Regions from separate parts of the Ovis aries genome. Here region 2 is linked to region 1. A link is a contact called in public Hi-C data. All regions are on one chromosome and are shown on one strand. Each heading gives the region's core, a stretch centred on a gene start, on an enhancer-like site or on the middle of the called end of the contact. The rest is flanking DNA. Distances are from core to core; before and after follow the strand shown.

Region 1 (5,256 bases), core at 1,002-3,501:
ATTCAAAGATTCACTGGATTCAAGGCCCCTTCAGTTCTGTCCACTTGGACTATCTCAAGACTATCACCCTATCTTTCTGAAAAGGAAGAGCTATAGGGAGAGAAAGAGCTCTCCAGACTCTTTTTCAGGAACAGGAAGACAGATGCCAAAACTGACTATAAATAAAGGTACTTTAGGCACGAATAATAAGAGTTTGTTCCTAAAAGACATCACTGGATTCCCCCTCTCCTTTTTAAAAACTCAATTCCAGATAGAATAACCTAGCTAGGACAGAGTCAAGACGGGACCCAGCTTCCGCAGCAGCTTCTCTCTCCTGCTGGTTATTCTCTCAGTCATCTGCATCAGGGCAAAGAGCAGAAAGCCAGGGGAGAAAAGACATCTTGACAAATCAGTGATCCTGCTGCCCTGCAAACATGCAGAATGAGGTCTGGAGCTGGGAAACAGGAGGCAGAACTAAGGAAGGCGTGAAAGCAGGAGAGGAGCTGCCGGGGCCTGGGGTTATATGCCACCTCTGCCACTAACAGAGCGGGCAAACGCACAGGCTCAAAATCAGACTGCTTGGGGTTGAATCGCAGCCCTGCAACTTACTAGCTGCATAACCCTAGACTGATTATTTAACCTCTCATCTTTTCCATCTACTAAAGGGCAACAGTAATAGTACCCACACTTTCTTAAAGCTGGTGTTACACACGGTGTCTGTCACACAGTGAGTGCTTCAGTCTCAATGTCAGCGGCACCAACTACACTGCAAGAGGGGGCTGGGAGCAGAGACCTGGGTCCTGGCTCCATCTCTCTTGTGGACCACTCACACTCAACTGGTCCTCTGAGACCATCAATTCCAGCTCCCCCATTTCGCAGAGGAGGACACTGAGGCCCAGAGAGGGGAAGAAATGGACAGAGTTCACACAGCAAACTAGTGTTAGATTTCCAATCTAGGCTCCTTCCACAACATTGTACTGCTTCTTAAACATGCTAAGGATCAGTCTGTACATTGTGGATGAGGTTGGTTGTCACAGGGTGGCACCAGGGATCACTAAATGCAATGACAGAGGGGGAAGTCCTCAGCAAGCCTTCTGAAGCCTGGGCCACCTCAAGGAATTCAGGCCACTACTCAGCACACAGTAGGCACCTGACATATTTATCGCGTGCATTGCACTGTCTTTTCTCACTGCCAAGTAAATTCCCTGAGGTCAAGGGCATTTCATACCAGAGTATTGGACACGTGGCTGGTTCTCAGTAAATATTTGTTGAGTGGACAAATGAGTGATAGATAGTGTGTCTGAAAAGAGAACTCTTCCGGTCGGAGGCGGGTGTCAGGAGGAGGGAGGAAAAGGAACCCTTTGGTTCTCTAACTAGAGGGAAAGCAAGAGATCGAAGAGAAAAAAATACCTCCCCATAGCCACTCCTTCACATCTGTGCCCTGCCAGTTCCCAAGCTGGACACTGAGAGAGCCACTGGAATGAACTGGAAGTCGCCCTGCCGATGGAGCTCACCAAACAATGGAGGAGGCAGGAGAAAGCTGCCGGGCTCAGAGGCAGCCATGTGGCTGGCATCCTTCTTTGTGGGGATAGGAGGACTTCCTGTGGGAGGTGCCATGCCACAGAGATCGGGGAAGCAGGCAGGACAGAGATGGAATGAAGGCACTCTCTCCAGAGCAGAGGGCACAGAGACAGCATCACCACATGTGGTGTGCTGAAATGCAGCCCCGAATTTGTCAAGCCATACCCCCTAGCAGCAGCGATGTCTTTGTGTCTTTTTCTACTTTTCCAGTGGAGCAAAAGACAAAAATTGATGCCAGGTTGTCACTCGACAAGATCAGAAGTCCCCTCACACCCAGAGGCAGAGGGAAGAAGAGACCACTGGGACACCAGGAGGACGGGACAGTCCAACAAGAGAGGAAGGGATTTATGAATCCCCAGCCCAGCCCAAATCTGCACTGTGGTCCAAGGCGACAGCGGTGGGCGTCGTCCACCCCAGCACCTCGATCCAAGGCGCCCAGACAGCCCGGCCTCTCCTCCGCCGGCTCGGGGTGCACAGCGTCCCCTGGGCTCCTGGCACTCGGCGGGCCGGTCCCCCGCCACCGGTGTCCCTTGCCTCCGCGCGCATCGTCTGCTCCGCTGCCCGGCTCCCGGCTGCCGCCGCGCCCGCGCTCCCCGGGGCCCGAAAAGCTGGCATCCGTTGTTACCATAACAAACTCAATTGTTCTCAGCAGGGCCCCGACAAATAAAGTCATTCATTACGGGCCTCTCCCCGCCGCCGTGGGCTGCGCGGCAATCAGCGGGCCGCCCGCCGCCCCCTCGCGGGCCGAGACACGCGCCAGCGCGGGTACCTGCCGGGGCCGGGCCCGCGGCGCCGCGGCCGCCACGCTGTGCCCGCGGCCCCGCCGAGGCCGCGCCGGCTGGGGGAGCGCCGGCCGCCTATTAGTTTTATCTCCGCGCGTCAATTGACTTATACTGATTGGCTTCCTGCCGCCAAATGTCAATTAAATTGCAAATACTCGGCGGAGGCCTCCTGGCCGAGGGCGCCGCGCGCTCCCTTCCTTTTTGCGCCGAGTTCTGACCGCGGCCGCGTTTCTTTCTCCCGCCGCCCGGTGCAGGCAGACACCATGCACTCCTGCAAGGTGTCCCCCCTCCGTTCTGGGCCGACTTGGCGCCCCGACACCCGGCGGCGGAGAAGCGTCTGGCCTCTCCCCTCCGCCCCCAGGCCCTCGGCCTCTTGTAGGGGCTTGATTTCGCGGAGTGGCACGGAATATTCATCAAAGATCCTGGCACATGACTCCTAGTGCGACCTTGAGCAAATCCCGTCCGCTCCGCTCGGGCCTGGCTTTCGTCGCCGGCCAAGGGGGCCTGAAGGAGAAGGCGGCCGGGGGCCCTGAGTCCGGGTGTGCGGAGGTCAGCAGAATCACGAGCATTCACTCGCGCCGACTCTGGGCCGAGCCAGGCACGGGCACCGGCCGGTCTTCTCAACAGCCCTCTTAAGTAGGTATAATTATCCCTCTTTTACAGGCAAGAGGATTGAGGCTTAGGGAAGAGGTTACAGGCTAGGGAAGAGGCCGACTGGGTTTCAAAATGGGCAGCCAGACTTCAGAAGCTTATGGCTTCGTTATTGTGCGCTGTCCTCTCGGGGAAGGCACCGTGAAGAAATAAGAGAGGGAAAGAGACAGGGCACTCGCCTAGAGCTGGGAACCCGCCACTGCCAAGAACAGTTCTTCTTGCCAGTTGTTCTACATCCATATGAAATTCTTACAATAATTGTATGACCTAAGGGTTAGAGTCCCCATTTTACAGATGGGAAAACTGACCCTTGGAGAAGTTAAGGAATTTCTCCAAGGTCACCTGGGATGAACTACAAGTGCCTAACAACTACACTCATACCTACATGGAGCTTGACTGTTTATAAGCACCTTCTCACGCGACACTCCTTCTGAGTTGACACAGGACTTTGAGAAAGGAATTCTGCCCTCTCTTTGCCAATAAGACAGGCCGGACATGGCTTGCCCAGGATCACCAACACTCAAAGCCAAGGCCTTGCAGTTCCCAATCCCATGCTCCTGGCCCTTCCTCCAGGAGACCTGGAGCAAAAGTGACTCAGGCACAGGCCCTGCTCCTCCCCTCTCCCCACTCTGTGGGAAGCTATAGAGGGGAGTCAGGCTGGAAAATGCTTAGGCTCGTGGGAAGAGCCAGAAAGGGGGGCTCCCAGGAAAAAAGGCATTTTCTGGAAGGACCAAACGTTAGGCCCTCAGAGAGATTTGGCGAGTTTTCCTCCACCGTCTCCCATAACCCCACTCCCCACCTTCCTCCTTGGCTGTTTCTGTCTGCCTCCTACAAGCTCTGCCTTGGGAGCGAGTATGCAGGTTCTTAACTGATAAAATGTGCCAGCGTTTAAAAGATACAAACCTGACCAATCGTTCTTTTCAGAAAAGAGATGTTAGCGGAACAAAAGTACCATTCAAAAGTGCCGGATGGCATTTGTGTCTCAGAAAGAAAGGAAACGAAGAGAGAGAAGATGGAGGAGGAGGGAGGGGGAGCAGCAGGCAGGAGGGAGGAGGCAAGATCTGGAGATGGAAGGGTTATCCGGCCAGCTCTTCGCATCCAAGTGGAAGATCCAGAGGGCAGGGATCTGACTGAGATCACAAAGCAAGATAGTGGCGAACTGCAGCTAGGAACCCAGGCCTCTCTACCCTGTGACCTGTTCATCCTGCCACCACAAGCTGCCCTTAGCTACAACTCGAATTGTTCACTTCCAAGACAAAGCAGAGCTAAAATTCTGCCAATGTAAATTCTGGTGCATATATCTTTTTCTTCTCATCCTGGCCTGAATAATCCTATCATTAGACTTAGCAAAATAAATGAAATAATCATCTGAAAAAGAGAGAAAGATGGGAATTCCCTGGCAGTCCAGTGGTTAGGACTCAGTGCTTTCACTATGGTAGCCTGGGTTCCATTCCTGCTTGGGGAACTACAAGATCCCACAAGCTGCAAGGTGTGGCAAAAAAAGAGATTGAGAGAAAAACAAAAGCTAGGAATTTAGAAAGTTCTCAACACAATCTTTTTTGAGGAATCTGGATTCAGGATTAAAATTCTTCTCTGAAGATAAAAATAATGGGAACTGCTATTATTAAAATTTGCCATGTGCCAGAGCTGATCAAAATACTATAGGTAACATTTTTTTATTACCAGGAAAAGCAGGAATCACTATCCCCTTTTAACAGACGAGGAAACTGAAGCTCGGAGACATTCAGGCCCTTGTCAAAGCTTGCACAGCTACTGAGTGGCAGGGCTGGGCTCAAACTCCAGTCCACCCACGGTGCTACTCTGCTGTGGTGTGAAGTCCACATGTGATCAGCCAACTGCACTGGAAGGTGACCAACTTGAAGATGTCACAAGGAACTGTGCACAGCAGCGTCAGGAGAAGCGTGAGAAAAGACTGAGTATCTGAGTGAGGAAGCAGGCTCTGTGCAGAGGTTCCCCTGAGCTCAGCCTGGCAGGGCGATGGGACAGCATAGCTGAAACAAAAGGTGGGCTCGAATTCCCCTGTTGGAGAGAGCTAAGGACATTCCCACTGATGCCATCCTGAGTGACACTCTGTGAGAGGCAGACCAGGGTGGCAGGGAAGGCTACTCTGGAGCCAGCTAGCCAGGGGCCAGTCCCAGTAGTGCCTCTGGGGAGCTGTGTGACCGTGGGTAATTTCCTGAATCTCTCTGAAACTCTATAAAATGGGGGTGATAAAAGTTTCACCTGGTACAGTGGCAATGAG
Region 2 (5,256 bases), core at 1,905-4,404, 110 kb before region 1:
GCATACAGCAGACAATGTTTCATCTGCCCACTCATTCAGCAGGTGTCAGCTGAGAGCTTGCTAAACACCAGGCACTGCTCTAGACACTGAGGATGCAGTCATGAACAAAACAGACATTCCTGCCCTCAGGGTACTTATATTCTAGTGACATAAACAGACAATAAATAGGAAAAAAATAAAGCATACATTATGCACTAAGAAGAAAACATAAGGAGATGATATAGGGGCTGGGGATGGCTTCAGCAAGAAGGTGACTTTCGAATAAAGAGGTGAAGGAAGTGAGAGTCAGACCCGTGAACATCTATGGGAAGGGCAGTCTGTGCAGAAGGAAAGGCAAGTCCTGAGGCTGGAGTGTGGGTGGCATGTTGGAGGAGCAGAGAGGAGGTCTGTGAGGCTGGAGAGGAAAAGCGAGAGAGGGGCAGGCAGCGATGAGTTCAAGGAGGGAAGTAGGAAGAGGAAGATCTTGTGAGAACATCAGCCTCTGCTCTGAGACAGCAAGAGGGACACGACCAGACTCAGACTGAAACAGGCTCACCCTGGCTGCTCTGGTGAAAATGGACTCGAGGGGGTAAGGGTGGCACTGGGGAGACCAGTAAGGAGGATACCACAAACATCTGCTGAAAGACGGACCTACCCACAGAGTGGGCACCTCTGGCCTCATGGAGCTTCAAGCTACGAGGCTGGAAGGGCCAGGCACTGTGGCCATGAAAGCAGATGGTCAGCTGGCGGAGGCCAAGGACATTCATAGGGTGAGGCCAAGGACATTCAGCTGGCGGAGGCCAAGGACATTCATAGGGTGAGGCCAAGGACATTCAGCTGGCGGAGGCCAAGGACATTCATAGGGTGAAGACTAGAATCCAGGTGGGCCGCCTGGATTCTAGTCTTGACTCAGCATGGCCCTGGGCCAGCCCATTCCTCTCACCGAGTCTAAACAAAAGTAATGATCAGGAGCGCACCCACAGGGTTGTGGTGAGAATTCAGTGACTGTGTGGATGTACCAACTGTGGGTAAACGGACAGTCCTGTCCCATCCTGCCCTGTCGTGCCCACACCAGCAATGCCACACACAGGAGGGCGATGTGTCCCAATTCTCCACTAGGGGGAGCCTGGGCAACTCTTCCTTCAGCAGAAATGAAGTTTGCAAGCATCCATCCTGGCTCATCCGGGGAAGTGCAGAAGTGCCCAGCACGGCCCTCTGGGGTGGGAATGAAAGCACGCCTGAGCTGTCCTTCTAGCCTGGGATTCTGTGGTTGTAGGTGGGGGGAGCTAGTCTTCTCCAAGATATGTTCTGAGTAGCCCAACAGTGGCTACTGAGAGGTCATTACCTGGAGACCTAAAGCTCCCTCAGGCTCACACCATAGCCCCCAAATAACAAACCAGAGAGTAGGTGGGAAGGAAAAGCCACCGTGACTGAAGGCATTTGGTCTGAGGTGAGCAGGATAGATGGCTTTTAGTCCACCCCTGCACATGTTTGTGTGTTTACTTCCTCTCTTGGTCCACACATTGTTCAGAAGCTTCTCAAAACTTCACTGAGCATCTGCCCTGTGGCATGCTCTGTGCTGGGTGGGGCTGCGATGCCACAGACGCTCAGGCTCATGAGCCTCCTTTGGCTGGCTCAGACAGCCAGCTGGGGTTTTGAATTTCTCAAGGTCTCTCTCATCTCTTCGTTTATCTGAAGTCTCAAGAGTTCCACTAAGATTCCCTTAAGACAGACAAAGGGGGCAGGGCAGCCATGTAGGGATGAGTAGGTTGCTCACTGCACAAGAACAGCCAGCTGATTGGGCATGTGGGGACTGAGATTCAGCCTGCTCGCCACTTGCCATACCCTGAACCTTGGAGTGAGGCTGCATCCACTCATGAGGAGGAAGGAGGAAGGTCCTGAGACACAACCTGGGGGAAATCTCAAGATCAGCTCCGTGGCGTCCTCTCTCTCTCCAGCTGTTGCTTCTTCACTCTGTTCTTACAGGTCAGAAGAGGAACATAAGAATGGATATAGCAAATCCCAAACGACTGTCAAGCCGGGCTACTGGGGTTCTCTCCCTTCAGCCCACATTTATCTAGTATCGAGGATGTTCCAAGCACCATAAGAGGCACAGATTGCCTATAAGGGTATCATTAAACCTTTCACCGTTGAGACAGAAGTATGGTCTGGCTCTCAGGGTCCTGCTTTTTCTCCTGCTAAGAGGATCTAAGCAATCAAGACTGGACTGGATCCTGGCCCTGCCACTTGGGCAAGTTACTCTGTGTAAGTTGAGGTCTCAGCTTCCTCCTCTAGGAAATGGGGTACCATCAACACCAACCTGATGGGGCTGTTGTGAAGGGCCAGCAGGCTGGGAAATGACCTGCTCATAGACATTCTCACTAGATGCTAGCTACTTCTAGAAAGTGGGGCCTTCTCCCCTCATCCTCACCACAGCCCCTGGAGGAAGACTATAAAAGATGTAAAGGGGAGACGGCGACTGGAGGCAGGACTGAGGCCAAGGGAGCCGAGTGCCAGGCCAGGGCATCCGGCCTAGCCCCCACACCTTCTCGGCCTCCCCCAGGTCTCCCTCGCAGCTGGAGGAGTCGCACGCTCAGATGCGGACAGAGCTGTTCAAGGTTCGGGGAGGCTGAGAGGAATGTTCAGTCAGGCCCGGGAGACAAAGAAGGGAGAGCAAGGCGGGATTTGACTAGCTCCAGTGGGTGTGCAGGTGGAGAGAGTGCCCCAGGGTTCCCATGGGGCCCGCTCTCAGAAACCACCCGCCGAGAGGGTCCCTGGGCCCCAAGCTGCCCCGGTCAGGGGGCCCCACTCCACCCTCACGCTGCCCCATCCAGCCAAAGCTGGTGGACCTGAGCACCGACCGGCCTCCGCCAGCAGCCCTGCCACCCGCTCCCTGCTTCCTCCGGCTGGCCGGCATGGTGGCAGCCCTGCCTGCTCCCCGGGGAGCCCGCCGCCAGGCCTGATGGCGCTGACGGAGGGGGGGAGGCCGCCAAGCTGTCAGTCTGGAGGTGCCCCTCGGAGCCCCTCCTGGCTGGAGCGAGGAGGGTGGGCCGGCGCCGGAGCCGGGCTGTCAGGGTCTTCACAGAGACGAGGCCGGAGAGGCGCTGCCTGACAGCTCGCCCGCCGAATTAGGACCATTTGCATGCTAATTTCCAGAGCTCTAACGGGCTGGCAGGCTGGCTGGGGGGTGGAGAGTGCGCAGAGAGAGGCGCCGCGGCCTCCCTGCCCGCCTGGAACAATGCTTGACTGATCTAGCTGCGTTAACGAGCAAATTATGGTAATTTTGTTATTACAAATGCATAGAAATTTCCAAAGCGGGCAGCCATTCAGGGCAGCTCCCTGCTCCTCCCCACTCCTAAATACCGAACCCCTGTTTGTACACACGGGCCTGACACCCGCTTAGGGACAGAGGTTCTGGGGGACCAGGCTTCACTCGGAGCCTCTCAGGGGAGGCCCAGAGGGAGCTGGTCTTGGGCCAGGGATCCCTTCCTATCTCTGGTCCAGCCCAGCATCCCCCAGACCTCACCCTCCTGTCCCCTGGGGGGGTCCCTGGGCCTGGCAGTCCCACGAACCCACCACATTCAAGCTGGTTTCTTTCCATTCTGAGCAGGTAATACGGGTAATTCTCCTCATGGGTGCTCCAAAGTCTTGAGAAATTCAATGATTTCTCTGTTCACTCCGTGAAGTGGGCTCAGCACCAAGGAGGAGATCAGGGACTGTCCGATGAATGAATGAATAAGTGAAGGAAGGAGGAAGGCAGGAAGGAAAGAGAGGAGAGAACAAGGGAAGGGAGAAGCTTAGGGAGGAAGGGACGAAGGGAGAGAAGGAAGGGAGGAAGGGAGGAAGACCAGCACTGATTCTAGAAATGAGGACAGTTAAGAAAGACCCCAGCGCGTCAACTCTCTGGTGGTATAATTAATCCAAGGCCTCACCAGAGTTTATTTGCCAACTGGCAACCCCTCCTGGCATTTACAACTGTTCACTGCTAGAATCACAATTTGTCCCAGTTTTTCTGGTGATCTTTTTGATTAAAAGTACGTTTTTGGAAGCACGCTCCGGAATGTATCCAGACAGAAGCCTTTTCCAAGGAAGTGAGCTCCCCATTCCCAGCAGCGCAGTTTGGGTAGCTCCAGTCACAGGGCAGGGTGGGCACGAAGCTGGATGGTGAGACCCCGTTAAAACCCAGTCCACTCGTGGGAGGGGCCAGCTGGTTCCCTCCTGGGCCTCTGCCTGTGACCCACTCACAGTCCTCCGATTTTATACAGGGATTTCAGGTTCGGGCTGATGTTACTGAAAGATCAAGAAGCTGCCTCAAGTCCATTTTGGAAGTCAGTGAGGAATAAATTGTCAATTACAGAGGAGAGTGGCAGAGGCTGCTCCAGGTGGTCAAGGAAGCCTGGGCGGTCGGGCTCTCTGAGCGGGTGTTTGGGAGGCAGAGACCTAAATGTGAGCTGAGACTTTATAAACTCAGCTAGGGTAGTGGCCAGATTTTTCTATTTGTCTGATTTTCTAATTGGGTCACAACTTCCAGAGGGCAGCCGAATGCAGGAAAAAAAGAAAACACACAATCATTTCTTTTTGTCCAGCCGCCTGACTCTGGGGGAAAGACTGAGGGCAGGAGTGAGGCCTCACCAAGGTCCCAGGCCGAAGCTCTGACCAACCTGGGGACAGCTCGGCCTACATTCCAGGAGATGCTCCTGTAGCTGACCAGGGAGGGCCTGGGGAAGATCCATGCTCAGGAGGGACAGGACAAGGCTGGGGTGGGTGGCTGGGTGGGGGAGCTGTGCTTCAAGTTGTTCTAGAAGCCAGGTCAGCCAGGGACCACCCCAGGAAGGCCGGGCCTGGATGAAGTCGGGACAAAACGCTCCCTTTTTTGTCGCTTTGGTGAAGAAGTAGAGGATGTGGGGGGTTATGTCCCACTAGCCCAGTGGGGACAAAAGGACAGGCTGTGGCCACAGGGGGAAAAAAAAAAAAAGGGCCTCTGACTGGCTCTGTGACCTTGAGCAAGTCCTTTCTTTGACCTCATCCTCATACTCCTGGGCTGGTTTCTAAGGTCAGTCTGGCCAGTCCATCCCTGGCGAAGGGAGAAGTAGCTACAGAGTGCATAAAGGCCACCCCAGCCCTCTGCAAGGCACGTGTCAGAGCAGACCTCCTCACATCACACAGACACCTCCCACCCTAGATCCCTGCTAGCCGCCTGCAGTGCTGCACGTGCTGGCGGGCCCTCGGCTGGGGCTTCTGCTGAACCAGCACCTGCTCTGGACGCCCCCCAAGGGT

Evidence for each region. A called contact is a pair of places that touch in the nucleus more often than the background predicts.
Region 2: a contact with region 1 is called in a Hi-C map of hypothalamus, with 2.0 times the contacts expected there. The contact joins two enhancer-like sites. A contact is called at or near these places in 4 of 16 Hi-C or Micro-C datasets (hypothalamus, liver and skin fibroblasts).

The regions. Positions count from the first base shown.
Region 1 is chr2:51,705,671-51,710,926 of ARS-UI_Ramb_v3.0, reverse strand. All of the region lies in intron 4 of PAX5 (paired box 5), which reads right to left. Among named protein-coding and RNA genes, the nearest start is that of PAX5, 45 kb to the right of the region's middle. Within about 2 kb of position 2,251, at least 4 of the 54 cell types and tissues checked have an H3K27ac peak or open chromatin away from gene starts, as enhancers often do. A contact at or near this core is called in hypothalamus, where this site is marked.
Region 2 is chr2:51,816,594-51,821,849 of ARS-UI_Ramb_v3.0, reverse strand. The region is part of intron 8 of PAX5 (paired box 5); the gene reads right to left. Among named protein-coding and RNA genes, the nearest start is that of PAX5, 160 kb to the right of the region's middle. Within about 2 kb of position 3,154, at least 11 of the 54 cell types and tissues checked have an H3K27ac peak or open chromatin away from gene starts, as enhancers often do. A contact at or near this core is called in hypothalamus, where this site is marked.